Linked DNA regions of Anser cygnoides: region 1 is linked to region 2. A link is a contact called in public Hi-C data. All regions are on one chromosome and are shown on one strand. Each heading gives the region's core, a stretch centred on a gene start, on an enhancer-like site or on the middle of the called end of the contact. The rest is flanking DNA. Distances are from core to core; before and after follow the strand shown. Region 1 has its middle 49 kb from the start of TSPAN18. Region 2 holds the start of TSPAN18 (tetraspanin 18).

The links. A called contact is a pair of places that touch in the nucleus more often than the background predicts.
Region 1: a contact with region 2 is called in a Hi-C map of granulosa cells, with 1.6 times the contacts expected there. The contact joins the enhancer-like site here to the promoter of TSPAN18 in region 2. A contact is called at or near these places in 2 of 7 Hi-C or Micro-C datasets (granulosa cells and liver).

What each region holds. Positions count from the first base shown.
Region 1 is chr5:13,876,264-13,882,239 of Taihu_goose_T2T_genome, forward strand. No RefSeq gene overlaps it. Among named protein-coding and RNA genes, the nearest start is that of TSPAN18, 49 kb to the left of the region's middle. Within about 2 kb of position 4,483, at least 1 of the 3 cell types and tissues checked has open chromatin away from gene starts, as enhancers often do.
Region 2 is chr5:13,828,157-13,833,619 of Taihu_goose_T2T_genome, forward strand. It overlaps TSPAN18 (tetraspanin 18), which reads right to left and starts at 2,516. Exons shown (of 12, transcript XM_048063638.2): 1 at 2,424-2,516.

The sequences.
Region 1 (5,976 bases), core at 3,233-5,732, 50 kb after region 2:
ATAACCCACCTCAAGGTAATGTTTACAGTTTTATCAGCTTTTACAGTTTTATTTTGTTCCAGAGAATGCTTTATGTGGGATTGTGCAATATAGGCCACTCACTCTCAGCACCAGACCACAACAACCCATGCCATAATCTTTTGTAAGGTATGTTGCTATGAGTGTCTCAGACTGCACGTTATGAAGGCTCTCTGTAGACTCATTCGCCCTATTTACATCATGTTGCAGTGCATATTTAAATTTAAATGGCAGCTAAAAGCCCAGGGTACTGACCTAATCATCACTCAAGTATTTTTTCCATTGCTTTTCTCTTTCTGTATCTGCTGCTATAGTAAATTAGCTTGCTATGTAATGGGTTTGGGGTTGTTTTTTTTTTTCTTTTTTTCTCCTCTTCCCTCCAACACCCCCAATACACGTGAGAAGCACTAAAGGGCAGGAAAGAGCATGCTACTCAGCAGAACGGTGCTTTCATGTTCTTCACAAATAATGCAGCAAATAAAGAAGCAGAATAATACCTAGACTGTGTCAGCAATACATTGTACCATTAAACCCCATGATTTATCCTTCACAGGAAAAGAAAATGTTTAATTTCCTGGTTTTCAATCAGCTATAGACCAAACCCAAATTTTATGATTTTTCAATGAAGTGAAAATACTTCTATTTCTCACTTTCCAGAAACAACAATTCTAAGATTCTGAAATGTTGTTCTGGACATGTTTTCACAGTATTTCAGGATATGAGAGGAACTATGACAACTGCTGACATAAAGCTTAATAGAATAATGGAAATACTCTATTACATTTAATCACTAAGGGCACCTGCTACTTAGTACTGATTGAAGCAACTTATCTTAATTTCTAGATCAAGTGTCTTCTGTTAGTGCCTTAATGAAACAGTGTGACATACAAGAAAAATTACTTTGCTTTGCATATTGCAATTTAAAATGATTCAGGGGAATAATCAACCCAAACAAACATTTCAGTATTTTCCCTGTTTTGCAAATATCTCATTTTCCTTGTAAAACCTTTTACAACAGAAATGTCTCTTGGGCAACTCAATCCCCCCAAAATAAAAAAAAATAAAACAAAAACCCACAACAAGCTCTGAAGGGACTCTCTTATTTTATCTTTGGAATGTTCCAGTCACCTCGTATTGACTTAAGCATAGTAAGTGTAGGTTTCCACTACTTCCAAGTATGTATACGCTCACTGCTGTGCTGCACCAAGTTAAAAATATCTGGTTCAGTTACACAGGGTCTCAAACTACACATAATTGAGGCTTGGAAACAAGGATCTAACTTAACAAAACCACAGACATACTGGGATATTAGGATATTAGCAAGCTTCATTTCAAAGGAAGAGGTGAGATGATAGGGCCTTTGGAAGAACTAGGGAAAGGAGGAAGAAAGGCAGCCGCAGTTGTGCCTGGGGGCTGAGAAGCAAAGTAGGAGCACTCACTGGCAGCAAATCCAGCTGCCAAACCGTGCTGGAGGGTCTGCTTGCACAGCCCTGCTTACAGGTAGGCTCCACTGAGAGTGCAGTAGCTAAACAAGTTTCAAAATCAATGGATATATTATACAGTTGTGCTTCTCTCTCCCTGTTCTGCTTCTCTCTCTTCTTAGGCAATCCCTGCAAGGGATAACACTTGCATTTTTCCCTCTGCTTCTTTGATTGTAGTTCCATTTCCTACTCTGGTGTCTCCCCTGAGGGCTGCTATTATCCTGCTCTTCCCAACCCCACCCTGTTTCTGCCCTTTCCTCTCAAAGCTTAATTTCCCTGACTTTGATGCTCTAATTGGCTATTTCCCGCTTTCAGCCATTACTTTGCTTCCCTGTGTGCTGGCCACCATCCCATGCTTAATCTACGTTTTGAAAAAAGGGTAAAGCACAGACCAGAAATGGCACCCAGGAGCACGCAACTGCGCTGTGAGGGGACTGAGTAAGCCAGGAAAGCACGAGTGCATACCCATTAATGAGCAGTATTTACAATTGCTGTTACCTGAGGCTCTCTTATGAGCAGAAAACTTCACTGTCTTAGTCCAGTGGTTTTGCAGCTTTGTGATGTTTTGTAGCACCCGAGGCTGTGTCATCCACTGCAGTACAGAATGATGAGATCTCCTGCAAGAAAGATTTTGTGCATAAGGATTTTAGCCACTGGCAATGTAGCAGAAAAGAAACTCAACAAATAAAAACAGATACTTAAGCAAACTGTAGGATAAGGAGCTAAGATCATAATGAAACCCTTATAAACCAACCACAGATGTGCAACATCTAGTAAGGAAAACATTTTCCAGTATGTGGAGATCTTTAATATTTTGGAGAGGAAGATGTATACAGCCTGGAAGAAACTGCCAGAAATGTTGAAAATCTAGGTTCGAGTTCTTTTTCTACCTTCCCAGGAGACTGTCAGGCAGTGCTGGTGTCTCTCTTACTTTCCAGATATGAGCTGAAATTTTAGAATTTAATCAAACTCTACATACTCACAAAATATTTCCCCAGAAAGCCCCAACATGTCAAAATTTCCCAGCCACTGCCAGGAAGAATTCTTGGGTCTTGGAATACTTGGCTACATGATTCTGATGTCTTCAATGCACTAAGCTGGTGGTGGGGTAGAGAGATTAAAATGAGAGAGAACTATAGTTTATAAGGCAGCGGAGTAAAAAGGGAAACTGAGATAAGAACGGAAAGGGAAGGAAGAAGAAAGAAACATGGGATGCGGAGCAGTATGGATAGCTAATTCTCTTCCTAGGACAGGCCAACAGATAGATATTTTTCCAGGCAGGATCAGCCCACCTCACAGCTGCTCAGAACATGAGCTGGGGGATGGGAAGGGAAACAGGAAAAATAGCAGTTCACTGCCAAGCAGAAATTGCACTGGAAACAGGCGCCTGGGAATGTGCAAGATGGGATTTGCAGGCAAAGCTATGCAAGATGGAGGAAGAATCCATATTCTGCAGGGTAGGGAAGACCACTGAAAAGATCCCAGGTCTCCAGTAAGGTCTGTTTTCTTCAGAGTTAATCCACACAATTTGGAGAGGGAAAAAAAAAAAAAAGTAAAAAAAGAAAAGAAAACAGCACTAAAATTTACAGTGATTTTATGGCAGCACCTACCCTTCTGGTGCCAGCCCTCGCAGCTTCAAGTCTCCCTGACCATCAGCTGCATGCTGTCCTTTCGCTGCTCAGGGGTAGTGACCCAAGTCCAAACCCACAGACCTACTTGCTGCCAGAAAGCACTTTCCCAGGGCACTTTCTCCCATCACAACAGATCTTCTTGACAGTGGATTGCATGGATCTGTTAACCCCGTGGATTTCTAATTAGGGGCCATGTGAAGACACAGACTGTTCATCATTCAAGACTTGTTTGCTGTCATGATATCACAGTCAGGGACTGATATTTCAGGTTAAGATGTCAGTCAGCAATAGGAATAACTTAGTTTTCCTCACACTTTATATAAACAGGAACAAACATCATAAACATTGACTGAAGTTAAAAAAGAGAACTAGTCAAATTACTTTACAAGACAATTTTTTAGTGAAAACATCAGATTTCAAAACTTTGAGAAGAAAATACATACTTATACATATTTTTTAAAAGTTCTAAAAGTAGGTAAAATTCCCAGTTTTTTTTCCTTTCTACTAAGAAAAAATGGAAGTGAGAATTAAAAAGAAAATCAAAACAATTTTTCAGAAGTGAAAATTCATGTCTGTCTTTGAAATTGAATTCTGAGGCAAAGACAAAACTATCATAATATTTTAGACAAACATACCAATGTTTTGTGTGTGAAACAACATTTTAATGAAAATACAGTGTGAACAGAGCATGGAAAAACTAAGAACTTTGTAGATGAAGTATGAGTTTTGCAGATAGTCACACTATTTCTTATTTTCAGTTTTAAAACCCAGCAGAGGAGATGAAGCGTGAAAAAAAGGCAATTTTTCCCAGAGAAAGATGTAACACATTGAAGTGCACAAGGTGAGAACTGTTTAAAGTCGCAGAGGTGGACATCAGCTTTGTGATAGTGTCAGAAGACAACCAGTGGCATCCCATGAAAAGGGTCTTAGGTTCTGTTTATCGGAACTGACAGGAGTGAAAAGAACATTTCATTGTTATCTATCAGCGGTAACGCTGATCTAACTGAACTAGGTGTTCATTTCCATGGAGCACTGCCGCCCACAGTTGTACTTACACAAGCCAGCGCTATTGGCCTTGCAGACATTACAGACTTCGTGTTGCCTGAACAACATGTAGGCATTTGCACTGGTGCGAGCTGCATGCAGAATGTTTTTCTATCTGGAATGGCAGCAGTTTACATTTTCCTTGAACATCTTCAGGAGAAAGGAGTCCACAGGGTCAGGATAACAAAGAATTAAACACAGTATGTCTGAGACAGGAAGAATGCAATTATTATGATTTACAATGCTATCAGGATTAACATCTCTCTCTAACAAGAAGTGCGAAGGAATCTCAAGCCATTAAACTGTCTCGCTCTTAGCTATTACATGTGATCCACAAACAGTACAGTGCCCTCTAGCACTGTCATAAAGTATTAACCACTAGTTAATACTTCCAAATTGCTACTCGGAAGCATCATCCAAATACCTACCAAAAAAAGTTCAGTCTGAAAGGGCTGCAGACCCCTGTTTAGAATCAGTATTTTACTGTCTTGAAATTGCTAATTATTCCTCATCCCCTGGGGGAAGAAAAACTATGACTCATTTTACTGGTTTCTAAATGAAAGTTTGGATTAAGATTCCCCTTGTGTTTTCGACAGCTCCTTAAGACAATACAGGTTGCTCCCTGAAACAGAAATGGTAGTAATTGAGGAGTGGGATCAGAGTTTAAGAAACCGTCTTTCTGAAATGAGGATAGGAACAAGGGAAGTATATTAGCGGAGCAATTCACACCATATAATAGGGTTAGCCATTGTTGATAGTAGGTGGATATGTAAACAACGTTAGAGTACAGTTACATTTGATTCAGGAGCTGCTGTGCTATTCTCTGTGTCCACATGCAGTTTGAATAAACTAACTGCTGAGCGTTGACCAAGTGGAGCTAATTTATAGGAGAAGGATGAATCTGAGCTGCTTTGATCCTAGATCACTAGCCTTGAAGAGGCCAAGGCTTGGTGTGACTGTCCTGTAAATGGGGACCAAGGGCTAAGAGGGAGATTATCAGAAAATAAACGTGTTAGAATATAGTTGTGTACCTGCTGCAGGCATTGGGCAAAGTTCAATGGGTGCTATCTTTTCTAAAGGAACAGGGGAAAAGCAAGAGAATATCAAAGTCCTTTGGTAACAGGGCCAGGGCAAGGAGGCAGCACACAGAGAACCAAGCAGGGAACACACACGTTAGTGCCCCTGCTGACTTCTACTGCTGCCCAGGGGAACAGGCGATGGTCTGTAGAAATGCAGATAAAGATAAGTGTGTTTAATGATCTGGGAGGTATCTCAGCTGCCTAGATGTCTTACTGTGCTTCCATTGGCAATGTTGCACAGGAGCAATACTTACTGCATAATAAATTTTCTTCTTCGGTCTTGCACCTCTAACTGCTCCTTGAGTTGCTAGTCCTACAGCTTCTTTATGGAATTCAAAACTTCTTCGCAGCTCACGTTCTTGGTCTATTTAGACCCTCCTTGTAGACACAAGCAGGGACTGTCTAATCACACTGAAGGAACAACTCACCCAGTTTCTGTTGCATTCAGAAGCTACAGAGACGGAGGAAATCTTCTTCCATTCCTCAAGTCGTTATTCTAGCAAGATTTACTAGGCTGTGGTCTAATTGGATATAACAGGATCTTTGAGATCCCATTAGTACTTTTCCCCAGTCCTGTTTTGACTGTAGAGGACAATCCCTCAATGACCAAAGAGGAATGGATGAGATAGCATAAAATAACAGGAGACCTTCTTTCCCCTCTATTTCTAATATCTATGCTATGGATATCATACACAGCAGATTATATCTGTGCCTAAAAGCAAT
Region 2 (5,463 bases), core at 1,266-3,765:
GTATTCAACCTGGGATAGATTAAGGGAAGATAAAAGGTGCTAGGAGAGAAAACGCTGCCCCTACAGCAGCGCAGGCCCGGTGCGCAGAGCACCGACACCCCAGCCGGCTCCGTCACACCGAGAGCGGTGAGCGCAGGAGATGGACCCAGCCCGCAGAGACCCACACCGACCGGCCACCGCCTGCCATCGGGGACCAGCCCCGGGCAGCTAGGTGGCCTGAAGCCTTTCCCCTGCCCCACCGGGCAGGAGCTGGGGTTACAACTCTGGGGGTCACCACCAGCCACCCAGGGTCTGGCGCAGGACGTCGGACCTGGCCGACTGACCTGTCACCCTGCTGATACCAGGAGAGGAACAAACCGAAGTCGCGGTAACAGATGTTAGCCGTGTTTTTCCGAACCGCAGGGCTATTCCTGGTTACGGATACTGTTTCTGCCTTTTCAAACAGACCTGCAAGGCTGCGTGTATGGAATTATTTGAATTAAACAACGCACAGACAACTTGGCAAAGGAATTGAGGATAGCTCAGCATTTTCATACACACACAACGATTCCCGTTTCCCTTTTGCCCAGCCCCACCCTGAGAAGTATAATACACGTTACAGCAGCCAAAAGTGAGATCACGCCAGGATAGAGTCATTCGTTGCCATCAGCTGAGGAGAGGACGCAAGCGCTCCGATCCCACTCCCCTTGCAGGGAGAAAAAACAGAAGGAAACACCACTCTGCCTCCCTCGGCTTCCACTGGGGGGACGTGAAGTTGCTGGGCTCCGCTCTAACTTTTTAGGCAAGCCTGGAAACGCAAGCCCGGTGCTCTTCCCAGCATGCCATATCCTTACGCCCCAGAGAAAATAAAGGGATTTCCCCACGATTTACAAAGGAAACATCGCGTACTTGCCTTACGAACCAACACAGCCCCTGAGCGGGTTTGGCTCATCTGCAGCAAGCAGAGGGCTGGGCAGCGGCTGCGCGGGGCTGCCATGGCACGGCACGGCACAGCACGGCCAGCCCTCGCTTGGGATCACCCCCAGGGCCGGGGGCTCCCAGCTGGGGCCCCCCAGCCCACCCCAGGGCTCGGTCCCGTCCTGCCCCAGCGCTGGGCTGGTTTGCAGGCTGGTATTTTCTCCCTCCGCTCATCGAGGGGTAACCACCCGCTCACCTGCACCTCTCCTGGGCTGGGACACGGCTCCCCCAGCTAAGCGATGTGCGGGAAGGGCTGCTCTGCGGGAAGTGCAGGACGGTCAGAAATTGTATCCCCATTTCGCTGACAAGTCTGGGCTGTCTCAGAAAAGTTAAAGTTCCTCTTTTCCCTCTTCTCATCCCCCTCCACTTAAATTCATGGCAACTGCACTGCACAGTCCTTCAGCTAACGCCAACAAAAGCAGCGCTGCGGCCACAACAAATACAGAAATATTAACTGCCTTCCAGGGAGGGTCAGCCGCTTGAATCATCTGACCGTACTACATAAATACTTCAGAAAAAGCAGACAACAGAGAAGCATATGCACCATCCGACACAGCTGAAATTTGAAAAAAAAATCCCCCCCCCATTATGAAAAAGAAAGCACACACCTATTTCTTCCAGCGATGTTCCTGTCATTTGCCTTCAGCCTGTTCACTTTTGAGACCCAGCAACTGCTGCTCCTTATGAACGCACTAAGCACCACAACGATCATTTCACTGGCAGAGCCCACGAGGCACTTGAACGCATCTCGCTAAGACAACTCTAGAATAAAAGCGCCCGCTTCTACCCACTGGTAAAAACGCAGGGCGAGCCCGCGCTCACTACCTGAGTGCAGCCAGGCAGGCACGCAGCCATCTCCAGCACGCTCCTGCCCAACCAGCTTTGGTAGCCACTGGCTATTCGATGAAATACGTGCCTGCAGCCTATTAATTGCGTTCGCAGTTTCTGTTATTACAGAAACACAGGCAGCAAGCACGCAGGGCTCGCTAATAGCCAAGAGCGGCATTAGGGAGAAATAAATTACGCTTACCAAAGAGACCTCACAGGAAAACCATCCAAACGCAATGCAAACGCTGCCTACTCGCTCACTGAGCTACCTACCCGCAGAAGTTTAGGTTCCTACAAAGCCGGCTCCTACAAACCCCCGTCCTCGGGCAGCACCGACCCGGGCGGGCAGGGCTGCAGGCTGCGGGGGAGCAAAGCCCCGCCGGGCTGGGCACAAGTGGGAACCGCGGGTAACTCCCCCCCCCCCCGTCCCCCTGCTCCATCCCGGCCCCGGGGGCGGCAGCAGCCCGACCCCAGACCTACAGCGGGGCACGCCCGGGGCACGCAGCGCTCCCCCCCCGGCACCGGCGCTGCGGGAGCGGGGACGAGAAACCCGGGCACGGCCGCGGGCAGCGGCTGGGGCTCGGCCGGACCCCGGTGCCGAGCCCCGCAGCCCCTCCGCGGCAGCCCCGGCCCCTTACCTCCCGGCGGCTCCCGCTGCCGTGCTCGCCCCGTGCCCGGCCGCCGCCGAGCGCCGGAGCCGCCAGCGGAGCGGCTCCGCCTCCGGCCGTGCCCCCCCGCTCCGCCCCCGGCCCGGCCCCGCCGCCGACAGCGCCCGGCCCCGGCCGCCGGGGAGCCCTCGGTGAGCCCCGGGGGTCCGGCAGCACCAGGGCTTGTGGCCCGGGGACAGGCGGGTGTGAGCCCGCCGAGCGGCTCCGGTGCGGTGCGGCACGGCAGAGGTAGCGCGGCTGTCTTGAAGGGGGCATCTCCGGCCCCCGCACGCAGCCTGAGCGCACCTGGGGGGTCGGATGTGATGAGCCGAGGGTCTCTTCCAGCGTACCTGGTTCTGTGATGCGCTGATAACCCGGCTGTGCCCCATTGGGGCGACGCTTCACGGGCCCTGCTGCTCACAGAGGTACTTGCTGCCTTGGTGGTAAAGAAACCGAGGGCGGAAAAAGCATGCAGAAGTTACACGTACTCTCAATAGCAACACCTCAGGAGTAAGGAGTCAGTAAACTGGATGTTGCACTTGCATATGGTAAGAGATAATGCAGACCCTGTGAGTTGTCCCACGCAGGCACGTCCTGGTGTTTCCAAGAAGCCCTGTTTATTTCACGCTGCCCTGCAAGACAAGGGGATGCGGATCTGGATCCTCCCAGCTTGTTGGAAGAACAAGAGGCAACACGAATGTCTAGCAGTGCTGTGCAAAGGAAAAATGACGCGCCAGCATCTCCATGTATCTGCTAATGCCTCCTCTATCTGGTAATGAACAGATACAAGGCTCCCCAGGTGCAAATATTGGCGTTGGCTTTCTTTTTTCCCTCTTGTGATATAAAGATAGGGAGATACGCACAGAAGCTAACACTTATGGCCCCAAATCCATTTCTCTGTAATAGCAAAACTAGATTGCACAACCAGATCGTATTTGTAACATATGTTTTGTTACAGTCTATTGCTTAAGACAGGCAATCATTTTCAGGTCTGATATTTTCTTATAATGCTTGGGCCCCTGTTTTTCCATTGCTGTTTCACTGTTCATTTATTTGTGTCACAGCGTGAGCCTACCTCTCCTTGCTCTTTGTGGCTGAGTAGGGGATTTCCATTTCTTTATTAGGCACAGTTTGACACGAGGTAATAGCCTTGTTCCTCATTTGATTCCTTTGCAAAGGACTCGGAGTGCTATTTTCCAGGAGGCTGGGTTGTCATACTCCTCGAGCAGCGGATCGTGGTTCTTTCAGGCCATGGTGACGTTTGTGCTCAGCAGATCTGTCACGCTGCACCCCCCCCCCGACACAGCGCCTGCACCCCACACTCAGCCCCGTGCTGCCACAGGCCCGTGCCAGGACCCCACAGTTTCGCTATATATGCGGTGAATAAGCCGTGAAAATGTGGGATCGCATGCAGAGGGCTTCTAGGAAACTGAGCGGGCTTGCTCGTGCCCCAGACACCGCAGTTTTAAACAGCTCCACGTCCCATAGAAAACTTCCCTTCCTCCTCGGGGGCACCCTTGCATTTTTCCAACAGCTGCCCCCCCAGCTCCAGTGACATCACCATTCTGAAACTATTCTGGAAAAACGTACAGGGCGACGTATTGAGACTTATACACGTTTTCTGTTTTCCACCCTGATTCCATGAAACTGTTTTGTAAATGAACAGAAGAGAGCTATATGTGACCCCAGCTTCCCAAGCCCCCACGAGCCCGCATAGACACAATAGTCCTCTTACATGCTCAATGTGCAATTTAAGGGGCCGCCACCGAAAACGAGCTTCCCGAGCTTATAGTGCTTTCACTATCATGAAGGAACTGCTTTGTGAGTCCCAGCCGGCGCTGAGCTGAGCTTTGCACTTAAAGCTGGGGTTTACATTCATCACTACGTATGAAGGATGTAGTATATCCCCCACGAACTGAGCACATAATAGCAACAGCCTTGGATAAAAACAGTTTTACTATAGATAAGCTTGCAAGAGGCACATTTTACTTGTTTTCTGCTAAATACATCACTGACATGAAATCAGAAGAAGGAAATAGTTCCATGGCTTAGCCCAAAGCACTGGAGCCGCTTTCTCCTGTTTCAGCAGCGCCAAGAGCTGAAGGGCTGCCTCGTGAATATCGCATCCCACGTACCGTAATCTGGAGTCTCTCCCAGTACCTTTTTGATAGGTACAAGTTTTCAGAAGCAGAAATTGCCACGTTGGGAAGCCATAAACAAACCGGGGCAGGTTCCTCACTGGTGCTAACTGTGGATTTTGAGAGAATTGAGTTTAACTCCATGCAGCTAACCCAATGCTTCTAACCTCCCTCCCGCCTGTGCTTCACGCCTGACTTCCCAGCTCCGCAGTCTCCCTTCTGCTTCCTCCCCACCTTTCCTCCCACTTCCTTTGCCTCCGGACATCTCCTTTTCTTTTCCGATTATTTTCTCTCAGTAGTCCTACTAATGTTTTTCGAATTTGCTGTAAGGCGTATAAAGAAGTAATCCAAGCACAATCCAGCTTGGCTGCAGTTCCGAGAGCTGGACCGACACGCAGCCCAGCTCGTTGCCTCGGCAGATGGGCAGAAGGAAACTCTCTGGCATCTGCATGCTGGAACCTGAGTATCAGTCTATTTCCAGATAACTGCGGCACATTCCAGGAGCAATCTGTGCTCAGTAGAAATCACAGTGTTATTAACTCTGCCGTGAGGCTGAACGGCACTTCGGAGAGCGCAAAGCAAACAAGGCCTTAGCCCCAGCGAGCCGAAGATGACAAACTGACTGTCCGAAGCTGATCACCCGCTCCCAGGTAAAGGTACCGAAGGAAGCGATCTTGTTTTTTCGACACGTCGAGCACTCGTTCCACCCATCAGTACGCTCCATCAGCTGCTATCAGACTGCTTTCCCAGGGCCCCTCCATCAGGCCTGGGAAAACAGCATGAGGGGACAGTTGACGTACTGGTAGCGAGAGGTTTGTTCAAGCTTCATCATTAAAAGTATAATTAAAACCTTGCCAGTATATTTTTCAACCCAGTTTTGCTTTCCCAGGCTC